5 separate regions of the Mus musculus genome follow, and all the other regions are linked to region 3. The links are chromatin contacts, called in public HiCAR-type, HiChIP or PLAC-seq and promoter capture Hi-C maps. All regions are on one chromosome and are shown on one strand. The core of a region is the stretch at or near the end of the contact, and the rest is flanking DNA. Distances in the headings are between cores, read along the strand shown.

Region 1 (3,321 bases), core at 561-3,060, 2.2 Mb after region 3:
AGAGCCCTGGGAACTAAGGGAAGGCAGACCTTTTAGAGACCACCTGGCTGCCTCTCCGTAGGCTAGCTCATCTAGTGTTTGAACACCTCGGAAGGACTGAGTGTCTAGAGCTCAGGGAGCACGTATATGTGTGCCTGGAGAAGGGATGAGGCCTTCAGTTCCCCCTTAGAGGCGCTAACACTCAGCCAAAAGCCTCTAGCTTATGACAACAGGACCAGGTCCACACAAGGTCCTCGCAGACCCATGGGGTGACAACGAGTCCCCCGATCGCGACAAGAATCCCCTAGCTCTCCCTCTTGGAGACCCCCAGCACGGGAAGAACCACAAAAAGCAAGGAAGGGAGCTACGCTCTACAAATAGGAAGGGAACGCTGATTGGCTAAAGCTCGCGCCGCGACAGCCAATCACAAAGCCACGCTGCCCCCTCCCTTAGCAACGTGGCCTCGGCGTTCCAAAATAGAACGTGCCCGGGACGTCAGGGGCGGGGCGGGCGGAGGGGGCGCTGCGCGCTGTGCGTGCCCCGCGTCAGACGGAGGATTCCAGCGCGTCAGCCTTTACGCACGGGTCCCCCGTTACGTCTCCGCGCAGGAGGCGGAGGCAGCGTGACCGGGGTTCGAGGCCCTAACTCTTGCTGGGTGGAGGGTGACTGCGGACTTGCAGTCCGCGTTTTGAAGGAAGAGGGAAGAGGAGGAGGCTCCTGGAAGCTTCTCTGGAATTTTTTGTTTCTTTTTCTTCCCCTACTTGCCTAGCTTCGGCTTAGGGAGCCGGCTTTCGGCTAAAAGTTCTCAGCTTCTGCTAACCACCGGGTATATACTTTGCACCGGGCATCGCCAACGTTTGCCCAGCTGCATTCCTTTCCCGCGCTCCGCGCAAATAACCTTTTGCAAACATCACTCCATTCTTTGCAGTTTGCAAACAACAAAAAACCAAAGTGCAAACCGAACTATTGCAATCCCAGATCCTGGGTTTTGGCGCGTCTCTATTTGAGAGGATGCTCAATCTACACTTTAGCCTGAAAGAAACACCCCCCCCCCCAACCACTAAAGTAGAATCTTTACGATCTAAAACTTACCTGGGAGGCGGCGGCGGTGGGTGGACTGCCGAAGGAGTCCACCGAAGACAGGTACTGAGACTCGGCGGAGGGTGATGAGCTACACCGGGAGCCGGAGTCGTAGTCTCCGGGAAAAGCTTGAAACATTTCCCTGGGCACAGGGGGGCCCCTGTGACCACGCTGAGGTCGCCGGGAAGCCAAGGCTATGGCCGAGTGGAATGAGATGCGAGTCCGGAGTAGACCGGACACGTCTCCAAAGTGCGCTGCTCGGGGAAGCTTAGTCTCCGGTTCGGAGAACTGCCCAAGTTTCGATGCAAGTTCCCTCTGCAAGATCCCAGATCCCCTTCAGACCGCCGCTGTACCTCCTGAAAGTCCAGGCTCTGTCGGTTTCACGGGGGGCGACGCGGGGATCGCTCCCCGCCCAGAAACCCGCCGGGCAGTGCCGCGGTGCAGCGTGCGCTTCAGATGCAGTTCCAATCCTGTCGAAGCGTCCCAAGAAATGAGGGAGAGCAGAGGGGCGCGATCCAGAAGCCCACAGAAAGAAAGTCTATCCTCCGGACGAATCGGAAGAACGATCTAGAAAGAGTCTTGCAAAAAGGAAACCCACAAAACTTTCTCTCCAGTTTAAAAATATATATAAATATATATATATAAATTTTTCACGGCCTCCAAGAAGAAGAAAAAGAAAGAGTCACCAGTAGTCAAGTCCAGCAAGCCCCGGCTCCGCGTGTCCCCGGCGTAGCCGCTCCAGTCTTATGAATGAAACCGGGAGCTGCCGGGCTGAATTTATGCCTCCGGGACCCGCCCCCGCGCTTGCGTCACCCGCAACTCCATGCACAAACCTCCCAAACTCTCCCTTCCCGCCGACTGAGCTCCTTGTGGCGCCCTCCAGGGCCTCGTGCACCTGCCACCTGCCCATAGTGTGACCCTGGGGGTCTCGGGGGTCCCCAAGGCTGCGTTCTGAGGGGCTTCGCGGGAGGGGATCCCGCCCCGCCCTCCCCGGAGTTCCTGTGACGCAATTAGCCATATAAGGAGCTCGGCCAGCGCGGCCCAGTGTTTGTTTGGTATCCTAGCAATTACGTCAGAGGGAATCCCTCGCTCCTGCGCGCGCCCGCTGTTGCGCTGTGCGGAACCCGCCCGCGCCTGCGCAGTTCCACGCTGTCCCGGAGGCTGAGATTGACAGGCGCCTAAACTCCCTCAGAAGGCCCCTGCTGACCCGGGTTGGAGAAGGTGCAACTCCAGATCCCAGGTCTGCTTATACCCCTGGGACCCCACCCTCCCCAAACCGGTGCAGCGCCCCTGCTGGTGAAAAAGAGCAAGGTCCCCAGTGCAGATTCTGGCGAGAGGGGTATAATCAGTCTAGGTGGGGAAACTGAGGCTCAGGAGGAATTGGAGAGTCTGTGATATCTCCAGGTGTAGGGATGGGTAAGGATGCAGTCCCCTCCCCACTAGCTTTGTCACGGATTCTGTGTGACTCGGTGAGCTTGGAAAATGTGCTCCCTCCCTGATCTAAAACTTCAGTACTCATAGCTAAGCAAAGGATAGGTGGCTTTTCCGGGTCCCTGAATCTGGGGGACCTGCAGAATTGGAGCAGGTAGGAACCCACACCCGGTGAGTTCTTCAGGCTTGATGGTGTTGGAAGCCTCTCCTTCCCACTTAGCTCAGGAGACAGAAAAGAAAGTGTGTATACAATAATAATTGAACAATAATAATTGGTGGTGTCTGGTGGTGGTGGCAGCTGCGGCAGCAGCACACATCTTTAATCCCAGCAGAAGCAGGGAGATCTCTGTGAGTTCGAAACCAGCTTGTTCTACAGAGTGAGTTCCAGGACAGCCAGGGCTACACAGAGAAACCCTGTCTCGAAAAATAAATAAATAAAATACTAGTGCATTAATATAATCGGTGGCATGTGTTTAGCAATCAGCAGGTATCAGCCCCAGCAAGATGGTTCACAGGTAAAGGAGCTTGCTACACATACCTGACAACCTGAGTCCCATCCCTGGGACTCACGGTGGAAGAAGAAAAATGACTCCTAAAAATTGTTCTCTGATCTCCACATGCATGCAAAGACAGAAAACAACCAGTACTCATATGTAGTAATAATAATAATAATAATAATAATATCAATATTAATGATTTAAACAAAAGGGGATGTGAGGGCGGGAATGTAGCTTAAAGTGGAATGAATGTCTAGCATGTGTGAAGTCCTGGGTTCTATCCACATCCAGAAGGAAAGAATATATATACACGTATTGTGAACATCCCCTCCCC
Region 2 (3,099 bases), core at 117-2,616, 2.9 Mb after region 3:
TAGTAGAGACACTAAACATCACCTCAGTACATTCACCAGGCTGGTCTGGAACTCAGAGATCTGCTTGCCTCTGCCTCCTAAATTCTGCGATTAAGGGTGAGCACCATCACACTGGGCTTCAGGTACCACTTACATATGCAGAAATGGAGGCATAGAAGAATTTGCTAGGGGGATCACGCAGGCATAAGACGACAAGATACGGTGGGGTTTGAATCCGAGCCATTCAATAGTCACTCTGCTAGGCCCTATGTGAGACTCTCTCCTTTAGCCCAATACACAGTAGGCCCTCAACATTAGGGAATACAGTATCAGGCATTTCTGAATACTTGAGAAGTCTGATAATGACTTCAGAGTGAAGTTCTGGGAACCCAGGACCCGTCATGGTGACCCTAGGGTACCCCTGTACGGGGCTCCACCTGTCTCTGCCTCCCCTATTGGGGTTAAAGGCATGAGCCACCACCTCCCTGTTTTGGTTTGGTTTGGTTTGGTTTTTTGGTTCCAGTCACTCTGAGCTCACTCTGAGCGCCCAGCCTGACTTGCTGCTGGTCAACCACTGAAACAATGGGAATAGCACAGGGCTCCGAATTAGGTTGTGTGAGGACCAAGGGTCTATCCTCAGCACCCTGTGTGCTCAGGGGTAGACTCCTGTGCTACAATTCCCCAGTGAGGCTTCAGTCTCCAACTCAGCGAAAGGAAAATGAACTAATAAATCAACTCTGAGTCAGTCACGATTAACTTGCTGGAGAGAGTGTGGCCACTAGGGTTAAGGTTCCTGGCATGAGTCACCCAGACTTTTTCTCAGTGTACGAGTCATTTATTTTACAATAATAAAACATCTTTTGCGCGCGTGCGTGCGTGTGTGTGCGCGCGCGCGCGCGTGTGTGTGTGTGTGTGTGCGCGTGCGCAAGCGTGCGCGAAGTGGAGCAAATCCGGTTCTCATTCCCGAGTCTAGGCTACGTTGGAACTCAAGGCAACCCTCCTACCTCATCCTCCCCTGTACTCCGGTGGCCGGTGTGAGTCACCACGCCCTATTTTCTGGAATCTCTGCTCCAGAATCCAGACCTAGGACTTTGGGCCGGGAAGAAGGGATCGGGTGGCCTGGGAGGGCCTCTCGAGGTGCGCACAGGCCGGGGCGCGGGGCGCGGGGCGCGGGGCGCGGGGCGCGGGGCTACTTACCCGCTTTCCGGAGTGCATAGCAGAACAGCAGCAGCAGCCATGACAGCGGGGAGCGGGTGGCTCGGGCGAGTTGAGCCATGTGGTTCCGGTCCGATCCAGCTCTTTGTAGTCCAGTTAGTAACGGCCAAGCGCCTTATCTCTCCGAAACCCTGAAGTCAAGTGCTGGAATCTCAGCTAAGCGGGTGCCGCCTAGGGACGGCCCATTGAGGGCGGTCCCCTGCTGGGCAGGCGCACACAGCCAAGCACGTCTGCCGGGCTGGTTGATGAGTGAACGACCCTGACGATTAGTGTTCTGTAAACCTGTCATCCCAGCACCTGAGTCGGGTGGGGAGGATGGAGGCAAGAGGATCATCAGAATTGAAAGCGGGTTTAAGGCCAGCCTGGGCCACGTGAGATCATCCCGGATTTTTTTTTTAATTAAAAATAATGGGGGGCAGGGGGCTAGGCTTCAAATGTCTTTAATCACAGCACTTTGGAAGGCAGGCAGATCTGTGAGTTCTGTGTCAGCCGGGTCCACCGTAGACAAATCCAGCCTCGTCTGAGTTACACAGTGAAACTGTTTAAAAAAAGAAATAAGGTCTCATGAAGCACATTCTAGGTCAGTGGTTCTCAATCTTCCCAGTGCGCGATACTTTTTTTCTTTGTTTGTTTTTGTTTCTGTGTGTTTGTTTTCGAGACAGGGTTTTACTGTCCTGGAACTCACTTTGTAGACAAGGCTGGCCTCGAACTCAGAAATCAGCCTGCCTCTGCCTCCCAAGTGCTGGGATTAAAGGCGTGTGCCACCATGCCCGGATTCTTTAATACAGTTCTTCATGCTGTGGTGACCCCTAATCATAAAATCATTTTCATTGCTACTTATAACTGTAATTTTGCTACTGTTATGAATCATAATGTGAATATGGGACATGTAAATATCATAATGTAAATATGACATGTGGGATATCTGATATGGTTCCCCAAAGGGGTTGAAGCTCGCAGGTTGAGAACGATTGTTCTAGACTACCCTTGAACTCCTGATCTTCCTCCCAACACCTTGGAATGCAGCAATGCCGGGCCTGTGCTCCCCAACCTTCACCTCCTCCCCCCCCAGTTCCTGCTCTCGGTTAATTCTGAATGGGAATCTGAGGGGCAAGTCTTCTGGAAATCTCTGGAGTTTCTTGAGTCCTGTGGCATTTCCACACTGAGAGCCTGTAACCATTCTGTTCCTTCTCTGACCATGCTGTCATGACTGTGGGCTTCCCCTTCTCCCAGATCTCCCCATTGCTGTGGTATAAACTGGCAGGTCACTAAACCACCTCCCACACACACCCGAAAAGGGAAAAAGTTCTGTGCCCTTCTCTCTCCCTCCCTGTTTCTGCCCTGTGAATACAGCGTCTCTAGTCCTTTCCCATAACACACACACACACACACACACACACACACACACACACACACACACACACAGAGCTTGTTAGCTTCCTGAAGTGAAAGAAAACAAACGGTGGAAAAGTCGGATTCCTGGGGAAGCTGACACCAACCTTTACATTTTTCTTATTAACTTTTTTTTTTTTTTGCTGTTCTTTAATGTCTGTTTTCAATTTTGATAGATTCTAAACTGCTATGTATGTATGTGTGTATGTATGTATGTGTATGCCTGGATGTGTATGTATGAGTTAGTGTATTTATGTAGTGTGTGTTTCTAGTATAAGTGTGCATGTGTGTGTGTATGTAGTATGTGTGTGAGTGTGCTTATGTATGTAGTGTGTATATGAGTGTGCACATATATGAAGTGTGTGTGCTTGAATATATGTGTTTGTACTGTGTGTGTATGTATGTATGTATGTATGTATGTATGTAGTATGCATGAGTGTATGCACGTGTAGTGTATATGAAGTGTATGTGAGGGTGCATGAGTGTGCCTATGTATGTAGTGTTTGCCTGATG
Region 3 (3,058 bases), core at 452-2,951:
ATACTCCCCACAAAGAGTAAGATGGCTTGGAGACGGAAGCTAGAAGAAAGAAAGGGGCACACGGCGCCAGAGGTAACCACTCACCCTCACCCAAGCCCCCTCTGATGCCAACTGTCATCCTGGGGGTGCAGGAGGGGCCCGGAGCTCAGCTGTGAGGCGGGTGCAAGTTGGATGTGCGGCCGCGTGGGATGACACCACAGGAAAGGGCTGGCCTTGGGTGCTAACGGGAGGAGGAGTGGGGGGGGGGGAGCGATGACACCCTAGTTAAGTTAGGAGAGGGCCCTCACACAACCATAAAGGGGCGCTGTCACGAGCGGCACCAGGGATGGCCTAGAAGGGGTGGGGACTGAGTTCCCGGGTGGGCTCAGGGCCAGAAGTTGGAATAGATGGGCCAGACAGGGCCAGAAAAAGGGCGAGCCTGGGTGGGTTGAGGTAGGGGGTAAAAACTGGGTGTAGAGAAAAACCAATCAGATCTCGGAAGCCAGGGAGGAGGGACAGGGGTGAGGCTTGAGGGATGCCCCAATTTAGACAGGGAATACCAAGAGTCTAGGAAATTTTTCTGGGGTCTCCCGTGGCAACCTGGCGAAATGGGCTCCACTGGCTATGGTCCCAAAGCCTCTGCACCTGTTGCAAGGTGAACACAGAACCCGCTTCTTCCTAGGATAACCCCAGCTGTGTCCAGCCACAGGAGGGCGCTGCCTTCCCTTGATTAGCCAGGGCATCTTTCGGAAGGATGTCTCTCAAATAGGGTTTGGGTGGGGCCCTCCTCCCTCAATTACAGACTGGGTCCAGGCAGATGAAATTGACACAGAACCAGATCGCAGGAAGTGGCTCAGATTTGTTCTGTTGGTACTGAAAAGGAGCGACCCTACTTATTTAATGCTGTTTTTTGAGACAAGAAAATGTAGACCAAAGCTGGTCTGGAACTTGCCATGTAGGCCAGGCTGGCTTTGAAAGCATCAATCTCCTATAGCTTTCCAAGTGCTGGGTTTACAGGCATGAATCTCCTTCCCCAGCTATCATTCCACTCTTTGAAAGGCAAAAAGACCTTGGTTAGGTCCCACACAGCCTCTAATGAGGACCTCCCTATCCCCATGTCATTTTAGAGCATTTTGAAGCTTGGGAGACTGTTAGAAAGGGCATGGTAAAATTAACCTCTCTCCTGGAATTCAGAAATAGTGTCTTTCAGGGACTCCCTAGAAACTCCAGTTTGGGGATCCCTTATTAACACCACAAGAGCTAGACTGCCAAGGAAGACTCCTTTCAGGGATTTGGAGGAAAAGACTTTTTTGGAAGAAGTCTTCCTTGCTCAAACGCGACCACCTCCAATCCATAAGGAACTTGGAGTTTCACCCCCAGCCAGATGGAGGATTGAACCCGATGTATCTGGAAATTGCAGCTCATAACCCCAAAGCAGTTCCAGGGGAGGGGGGCGGGACAGCTGGAGCTCTGGGGGTAAATCCCTGATACCCTGAAAACCTCTAAGGTGGAGGGTGCATCGGGATGTGTCCCCAATCGGGCGCCTCACAGTGTCCTCAACTTGAGCCACACCCCAGAGATGAGGGGTTCCCTTAAAGCTCCGTCAAAGAGAGCCCCCAGACCCCACCATCCTATCCCCGAAGCCCTGTACCTCACGCGCTGCAGCCCCAACGCCATGGCTCGCCCTTCGCGGTTCCAGAGCCCTCGATGCCCAGCGTCCCCCTCCCCTGCCTGTGTGAGCCCCCTCCCCAGCTCCACCTCTGCCACTCCATTGGCTGGTCTTTGCCCAGCCCGCGGCTCTGATTGGAAGGTGGGCTTGTTGCTCCCGAGAAGGAGGAGGGACTAAAGGAGAAGACTTGGAACTTCAAGGGGTTGGGGAATCCGATGTAATGCACACCCCCAGCCACGCCCCTGCCCCAGACTTCCTTGGCAGTCCGGAGCCCGCCGGGCGTGATTTCCCTCCAGTCTCTGAACTTCCATATGTACACTTCTGAACCATCTGATTCACTGTTCTCTGTGTCCCAGTTCCTGTCGCAGTCTCTGCCTTCACTCCCACCTTTCCCAACCCCCTCTCCTTTCTCCCGCTCTGTCCTTTTCTTGACGTACCAAGTCCCCACTTCTCTCCACCCCGAACTCTACTTCACCTGTATTTCATAACCCCTTTCTTTGCCATACCCCATGTCCCTCCACTGTGTGGCCCCACTGTGGACCCCGCCTCCCAGAATCTTCCTTGTCCACCCGTCTCCACCCCATCCTGACCCGTGGCCTCTCTTAACTCCCTGTGCAGGTTCCTGCGGATGAATAATTAAGCTTCTGTCAAGTAAATATGCTTTAGCTTCATCACACCCACTTGTAAAGGGAACAGAGAACCGATGAGAGATACGTGCGCAGTGACATGGACAGGTGGAAGACGGTACAGCTGGGTAAGGAAGAGGAAGGAAGTTCCTGTGTAGGCTGGAGAGGGCGTGGACACTAAGGACAGGGGTGAAGGAGCAGTGTTCCTTCCGTATGCAGGTTTGGGTACACTCTACACTGCGGCAGAAATGGATTTATTGTTTTTGAGTTATTGGGCAAGCTCCATCTTAGGACTTTCACACATAACTGCGCACTCTCTTTAGAGTGCTCTTCTCGGCTAGACGGTTGGCTCCAGGTTTAAGGCCCTTGCTGCCAACCCTGAAGACCAGTGTTCAATCCCCAGGCCCTCCCCCCTCCCCCCACATCGTGGAAGGCAAGGTCTTTGATTTATCTGCGCGCACGCGCGCACACACACACACACACACACACACACACACACATACACACACCACACGTAAAATGTAATAAAAAACTTAAAAAAATTCTCCTCTAAAAATCCACATGGCTCCCCACCTCAACTCAGGAAAATAGTAAGCTGTCTCCTCCCATTGCCTTCTCTTCTCCATCTTCCTTCTCCTCTTCTTTCTCCTTCCTCTTTCTTCCTCCTCTTCTCCATTTTATTTTCAGATGGGGTCTCATGTAACCCCGTCAAGACTGGCCAGCAAGAGCTGGCCTTGAACTTCTATCCTCCTGCCTTCACCTTCCAAGTGGATTACAGGTGTGT
Region 4 (3,287 bases), core at 421-2,920, 2.7 Mb after region 3:
CCTCTCAGACTTGTAAGGCTTAAAGTAAAGCCTTCTCCAGCACTTGAAGCTAAAGTCTGGCTTCTTCACCAGTTATAGCAAATGTCCCCTCAAGGAAAGGCCAGGCCTGGCTCTCCTCTTGGCCTCCAGCAAACAGGACAAGACTTAGCCTGGGGCTAAATAACAGGTCTTTCTCCATCTTAGTCCCATCCTATCTCATGGCTCCATCCTATCTTCTCCAGTAGCTCCCGGGGGCCCTCTGCTCTCTCATGTGTGGGGGGCCAGGGTGTGGGCTGCAGCTGGGCCAGAAGCTGGATGGGTGTGTGGGAGTGGCAAGGGGGGACAGGGCTGGGCAGGTTTCAGGAATGTGGGAGGGTCAGGCTGGCTGAGACCTGCCCAGCTTGGCGCCAGAGCCCCCTACCCGCCCCTTGACAACACCCCCCCCCCATCTCTTTACCAGAGAAGCTTGAAAAGGGTGAGGTGAGTCACCTGGGCAGAGGTGAGGCTGGGTCCTGAGGGAGAAAGGACTGGAAGTTTAGACAACTAGCTGCCCGAGGTATAGCAGGCTGCATGTGGGAAACACGGATCTCTGAGTCCTAGGGACCTGAGAACTTGGGTCTTGGATTCCTGTCAGGGTCTGGCAGGTAGCACGGTTCTTGCTGAGAATCTACCCTCTGGGCTGGCATCATTCCTTTCCCGCCTAACCTGGCACAGACTACTCCTGGGTTCCCACTCTATATCACGTTTGTGCCAGGAGCCTTGGTTCTCAGGCACCCACCTCTGGGCCCAGCCTGTCCCAGGGGAGCTGGTTGGGGGCCAAGCTGGTGCTCTGGACTGGTTGTGAGCAGCCAAGCAGCCAGATATCCTGTCTTCCCTGATCTCTCTTCACCCTGTCCCCAGTGTCCCCCCGCCCCTGTTTCTCCTCCCCACTTCACCACATGCAGGTGTGTGGATTTATCGGGGCCCTCAGGAAAGGGGCCCTGTCAGTCGGAAAACACTGTTCCACCTTCTCTGTCAGGCTCGGTTCTTCCGGCCCTTTCAGAGAGAGGCGGGTCCTTTAGAGGCAGCCTAAACTCTGAATTTTGGGGAAACCCTAACATTCTAGAAAGTGCTTTAACCGCAGGGTCCCCCGTTTCTCTGAGGAAACTCTGAGCTTAATCACTTAGAGAACAGCTCCGGGATGCTAATCTTCAGTATCTTAGCAGAACCTATTTTGACTATGGGGGAGGGGAGGGGCTGGACTCCAGTCTAAGGGACTAGGGGCTACAGATCCCAGATTCCAGGTACTCAAGGTTATTAGGGGTCGCAGGGCTTAGACTCCAGGATTCCCAAAGAGCTGGGGAGGGACAGCTGTCTCAGATGTGTTTGCTCCAGAGCTAGGGTATCCTTAGCTCTCAGATCGGGTGCACCCCAAGGCCTCCCGCCTTCCTCCCTACTGGGGAATCCCTAGATTGTGATCCCTGGGGAAATGGAAGCTTGTTCCCCTTGTCTTCTCGGGGACTCCAGGGGCCTGCCCCACAAGCCCCAACCTCAAGTTTCAGCTCTGCCCTCAGCCCCAAGTCATACCTGAGTAGCCCGACAGCAGGAAGGTGAGCCACAGCAGCCCTGCGCGGGCGTCAGGGGGTTCCATGTTCCCTGCAGTGGCGGCAGTGACTGAGCCCGGGCGAGGCTCTCCGCCGCCCTGAAGCTGGCAGCGGAGGCCAGGCCCCTGACCACGCCCCTGACCACGCCCACCCCATCCCCAAGCTGGGCGCAGGGCCAAGACCTCCCACTGCCCTGAGAGGACCTCCCACCCTCGCGCGCGCGGGGACCCGCTAGCACCGCCGCGCGCTGCTCCATCCAACCCACGCCTGCGGCTCTCCTCCTCAGCCGTGGGGACCGACCCTCCAGTCAAGCCTCGAGCTGGAATCTAAGGGAAAGCGCGCAGATACTCGTTCCCTTCCTTCCTGGCCACCTGCGGGGTCTTGACACGCATGCCCAAGGTGGCATGTGGCCCTCGACTGCAGGTGAATCTTTTTCCTAGTTTATTTTCTTTTTGGAGTCGGTGGCCCACTGTAGCTCAGGCTGGCCTTCTGCCTCAGTTTCCCAAGTACTGGGATTACAAGGGTGAGCCATCGCCCTGGTTTGTGAACTGTCGGTTTTGACCAGCGGTCCCTGATGTGATTAGTTGCCTGTGCTGGTCTCTCTTTGTAGTCTCTCCTGCATGACCGGCTCTTCCCTGAGTGCCCTAGGATGCCCTCCCCTTAGAGGCAGCCACCTTGCTGGGAAGCGCCCCTCCTCTGACTGAGCAGTGGCCTGGAACTGGTCAGGTCAATCTTTTCTCTAATGGGTTTTCAATTCCCAGTCCTGGTCGGCCTCTTTGGTGATGAGGTGGGGATGGGGTGCCCCTCCCTCTGCTCTGCTCTGCTCTCCTTGACTCCTTCACTTCCCCCCATCCAGGGAATCCAAGGAATGTCACCCCCCTTCCGCCTTCCTTCTCTGCCCGCCATTCCTTCCCCACCTTGGGGGGAGGGGAGGAGAAGTGGGCTGGCGCGTCGGCAGGTGAGTGGCTGAGGGAAAGAGCAGGCTGCTAGGACCGCGGGATGGAAGAGAGGGTCACAGGTCAAAGTAAGGGGTCACAGATCAGTCTACTCCAGGATCCTCACACGCCGAGGCAGTGTGGAACAAAATCCCAAGAATGCTGGATGGGGGCTGGAGAAGGAGGGTTCTGCCTCTGTTCAGAGGGTAGAAACTAGCCTGGGATACTGCTATGGATGGGGGGTGGTATAATTGTGGGTCATGCTGAGAGAGGGTCCTCCCCCTCCAGTCTCTGGCCAGTCTGAGGGTGACCAGCGTTGAGCTGCCCTGTGAGCCAAGGTTTTACCCATCAGTCCTAGTGGAAAGGCTTATGTTGTAGGTTTTGGCAGGGCTCTCAAAGCTGTTTTAGCATTCCCTGTCACAGGAAGCAATTGTGAAACCAGGAAAAGTGACCTTTGCGTGGGGCTCCTTCATCCCCTCTCCAGGAAGTCTTTCTTCAACCTTCTCCTGTCACATAAGTCCCTGCAAATCTCTGGACCCCCTTGTCAGCTCTACACGCCCAGAGATACATCTATCTCCTCTGTGTGACTCCCAGCCACCGTAAAAGTCCAGGCTGTCCCACATCTCAATCCCACCCCACAGCAGGCAAGAAAGGGTTGCCAGATGTATACTCAAAGGCTCAGAGGCTCACACGAAAATGCCACCCATAGCTACCCAGGTACAGTGGTCCACTCCAGAGTAGACAAATGTATCCCAGGGTGAGCAAACTGACACGGGGGTCCAGAGATTTG
Region 5 (3,137 bases), core at 520-3,019, 2.6 Mb after region 3:
TTCCCGCCCACCCCTTCTTTAGCCTGTGCTTGCCCAAGCTGTTGCCGCTCACTCTGGCCTGTGTCCTTGGCCCAAGTTCTCCCCCGAGTCTAGAAGGCCATTCTCTCTTATCTACAGATCTTCCCACCCCAGGGCCTTTGCACTTTCCCTCCAAAGGAAACTTCCTTTGCCAAGTTTAGGCCTGGCTGGATATTTGTAATCAAACTCAGACCTCACTTTAAATGAACGATTTGTCTACTTGCCAAACTGGCTAGCCAACCTGTTTACAGCATACCAGGTGTCTCTCAGGTGTCTTCACCTCCTGCTTTTTGTTGTTGTTTTCAATTTGAGGCAGAACCTTGCCTATAGCCCAGGCTGGTCTCAAACTCCTATTTCTGTTCTTTGCTGGGCCCTTTTTTTTGGGGGGTGGTGGTGGTGTTGAGACAGGGTTTCTCTGTGTAGCCCTGGCTTTCCTAGAACTAGCTCCAATCAGGCTGGCCTCAAAGAGATCTGCCTGCCTCTGCCTCATGAATACTGGGATCAAAGGTGTGCGCCACCACTGCCTGGCTAGTTCTTAACCCAGCATGCCCTAATCTCTCTTTGGCCAGTGTAAACTGCAGAGCCCAGGCCTGTACAGCTTCTGCTGTGCCCCTGCCCCAACTCTCCTACATTCTTTCTCTGTCTCGGAGACTCAAGTCATGACCTGTCTCAAGAGTACACAGGGAGGGGTCAGGGTCTGTCCTAACCAGTCAGCCGCCTAGCTTGGCCCTTCACTAGGACTTGGAAACATCTCTAACAGTTGGCTGGGAGTTACACCGCCTGTCTCCACACTACGAGCACTTTGACATCCAGTTCAATGACTTCAGATACAGTTCTATGACTTCAGGGAAAGTGTCAAACACTCTGGTGCAGTTTCCCCATTGTGTCAGTGTGGAACTGTCTGCTAGGGCTTTTACACACGGGCGCGCGCGCACGCACACACACACACACCACCCGCCCGTGCCCTGAAAGGTCCTAACCGGGTCTTGGTCAAAATTTCCTTCTGTTTGATATGTTCAATGGCTGCCCGGGCCTTGTCTTCCAAAGTGTTCCCAAACTCCTTCAGTTTATCCGGTATGCTCTCCAATGTTCCGGACAAATCCGGGGCCGCCTGGGCGGGGGCTGGGCCTGCCGCGAGAGGGTTGCGAGCAAACTCATTAGCATGGGGGAGGGTATTGGACACTTGATTTTACTGCACCTCTCACCTCCTTGTTTTTACGCTCCGCCCCTTCTAGGAAGATTAGCCAATTCCAAAGGGTGGTATCCTAGGTCATTGGTTACTGCGTCTTTTCTGGACAGAGTTGCCTCCTTCAGCACCCACTTTGACACAAAAATAAGGCACCTGGCAGGTGGGATGGGGGACGATGGGAGGGCGGTAGTGGAATGATGACACAGAAAGGGACCTCAGAGCCCTCCTCGAGGGTCTTCTAAGCCTGGGCCGCAGGCACAAGGCCAACTTCACACTTCCAAGCCTCTTTCTTACCTTCCAAGGCTCTTTCTTACCTTCCAAGGTCATGGCTACGACCACAATCAGGACAGGAAGAGCGATGAAGAGCCTCATCCTGGTTGGAGGGGCACCCTGGAGGCAGACGCACGGGTAGCGGGGGACATCGCTAGTATTCACCACCGCCCTCCACCATGATCCCACCACCCCAATCCCTTAGCTGTAGGTAGTGGGGGGACACTTTCCTATGCACTAACCTGGATCTAAGGATCTCTCAGGAGGCCCATGGCGGTGGGAGGATCCTGCACAGAGGTTTAACCGGTTGGGGAGGGGGCGGAGCAAGCTGGTCGCCCTCCCCCTGAGCCTCCCCCTTGTCTCTGTGTCCACCTACTTTTTCTTTTTTCTTTTTTCTCTTTTTTTTTTTTTTACATAGGCTTTTTGGCTGGCCTGGAATTTGTGATGCTCCTGCCTCTGCCTCTCTAGTGAGTTGCTGGGATTACAGGCATGCACCAACACCAACACAACCAGCCCACTCTCTTCTGTCATTCTGGTCGATACTGGGAGGCAGATCCCACATCCAGGCTTTTTATTTAGGCCCAAGGCTCGTCACTGGTCAGCATCCTCACTTCCAAATCTCATTGATCTCCACCCAGCCTTGGCTGCTCTGCCTACTCACTCTCTCTCTGAGGCTGTCCCACCTTAAGGGGGGGGGTCTTACAAACAACTCCCCTCACCCCCATCTCACCCCTAGCTCACACTGCATCCTCAGGTTAGCTCTTCTCTACCTTCTCCTTGACCAGGAGCCTCAGCTCACATTCTGTCCCGGATGCTGCACCCTGGCTCCCTTCACCTCCAATGCCTTTGCATCTGCACACCCTCAGACCTCCTCGGATGCTCTCTGGGATCTTGGCATCCCCTCATCTCCCTTCCTTAGAAGTTGCCTCTTCAGCTAGTCAAAACTGCAAAGAAGCTAAGAGCCTCTTAGCTTGCAGAGCTCCATAGTGTCCCCTAACTGGCACAACCCCCCTTCCCCCGTTTTTAGGTCTTGTGGGGCCTCCTAGGCCCCTGCAGGCCCTAAACTTGCCTCCCTGCCCCCTCCTTCCACAACATCCTTTCTCTCAGGCTAGAGTCCAAGGCCCTTCTCCCCCCCTCCCCCAGAGCTGTCATTGACCGACAGTGACCCCCTGGCAGCTGGTGGCTAAGGGGCCCAGACTCTAGGTTGGCTGGCCTGGTGCCCCTGCAACCCACGTGTCAGTTGGGGCGGGGGTGGGGGTGGGGACGACGACAACAGGGGGATGGTTGTGAAAGGGGTGGAACAGATTCTCGACCCTGGCTGGGTTGCGACATCTCTGGGGCCAACTCGGCGCTAGCTAGCTTCCAGTCCCTGTGGGCACCAGGCCTGACCCTTTTGCTTCTTGAAAGGAGTCCTGCTCAGTCCTCAAGCGCCCATCTGAATAATGTAACAGATTTCCCCCTTACTCTGCCCAGTGCTTGGTGCTTCCAGTGTCATCCTACTCTTAGCAACAAGGGCTTCCTGTGCCACAGGTAGGGTACGGGAAGCACACAGCTAAGGTTCTAAAACTGCTAGTCATTCAGTTCTTTTTTTTTTTTTTTTTTTCCTTCTTGTTTTCCTCTGTGTAGCCCTGGCTGTCCTGGAACTCACTCTGTACAACAG

Evidence for each region. Promoter capture Hi-C pulls out the DNA fragments that hold promoters and counts their contacts. HiCAR-type assays count read pairs that join an accessible place to other places. HiChIP or PLAC-seq counts read pairs in DNA pulled down with a chosen protein or histone mark.
Region 1: an H3K27ac HiChIP or PLAC-seq map of embryonic stem cells shows a contact between it and region 3, with 4 times the contacts expected there. The contact joins the promoter of Fosb here to the promoter of Hif3a in region 3. A contact is called at or near these places in 1 of 39 promoter capture datasets (cranial neural crest) and 2 of 115 datasets of contacts at active chromatin or transcription factors (astrocytes and embryonic stem cells).
Region 2: a promoter capture Hi-C map of hippocampal neurons shows a contact between it and region 3, with 9 times the contacts expected there. The contact joins the promoter of Pvr here to the promoter of Hif3a in region 3. A contact is called at or near these places in 7 of 39 promoter capture datasets (cranial neural crest, embryonic stem cells, hippocampal neurons and 3 more), 2 of 115 datasets of contacts at active chromatin or transcription factors (astrocytes and large pre-B cells) and 1 of 9 other capture datasets (liver).
Region 4: a contact with region 3 is called in a HiCAR-type map of astrocytes, with 10 times the contacts expected there. The contact joins the promoter of Bcam here to the promoter of Hif3a in region 3. A contact is called at or near these places in 5 of 39 promoter capture datasets (cranial neural crest, frontonasal cranial neural crest, hippocampal neurons and 2 more) and 2 of 115 datasets of contacts at active chromatin or transcription factors (astrocytes and embryonic stem cells).
Region 5: a HiCAR-type map of astrocytes shows a contact between it and region 3, with 7 times the contacts expected there. The contact joins the promoter of Apoc1 here to the promoter of Hif3a in region 3. A contact is called at or near these places in 3 of 39 promoter capture datasets (cranial neural crest, embryonic stem cells and hippocampal neurons) and 2 of 115 datasets of contacts at active chromatin or transcription factors (astrocytes and embryonic forebrain).

What each region holds. Positions count from the first base shown.
Region 1 is chr7:19,308,235-19,311,555 of GRCm38.p6, forward strand. Fosb (FBJ osteosarcoma oncogene B) reads right to left here and starts at 1,811. Exons shown (of 4, transcript NM_008036.2): 1 at 1,072-1,811. The coding sequence starts at 1,197.
Region 2 is chr7:19,919,777-19,922,875 of GRCm38.p6, forward strand. It overlaps Pvr (poliovirus receptor), which reads right to left and starts at 1,367. Exons shown (of 8, transcript NM_027514.2): 1 at 1,177-1,367. The coding sequence starts at 1,255.
Region 3 is chr7:17,060,726-17,063,783 of GRCm38.p6, forward strand. Hif3a (hypoxia inducible factor 3, alpha subunit) reads right to left here and starts at 1,702. Exons shown (of 15, transcript NM_001162950.1): 1 at 1,631-1,702. The coding sequence starts at 1,656.
Region 4 is chr7:19,768,862-19,772,148 of GRCm38.p6, forward strand. It overlaps Bcam (basal cell adhesion molecule), which reads right to left and starts at 1,671. Exons shown (of 15, transcript NM_020486.2): 1 at 1,546-1,671. The coding sequence starts at 1,609.
Region 5 is chr7:19,690,890-19,694,026 of GRCm38.p6, forward strand. Apoc1 (apolipoprotein C-I) reads right to left here and starts at 1,770. Exons shown (of 4, transcript NM_001110009.2): 1 at 1,720-1,770; 2 at 1,522-1,597; 3 at 999-1,146. The coding sequence starts at 1,579.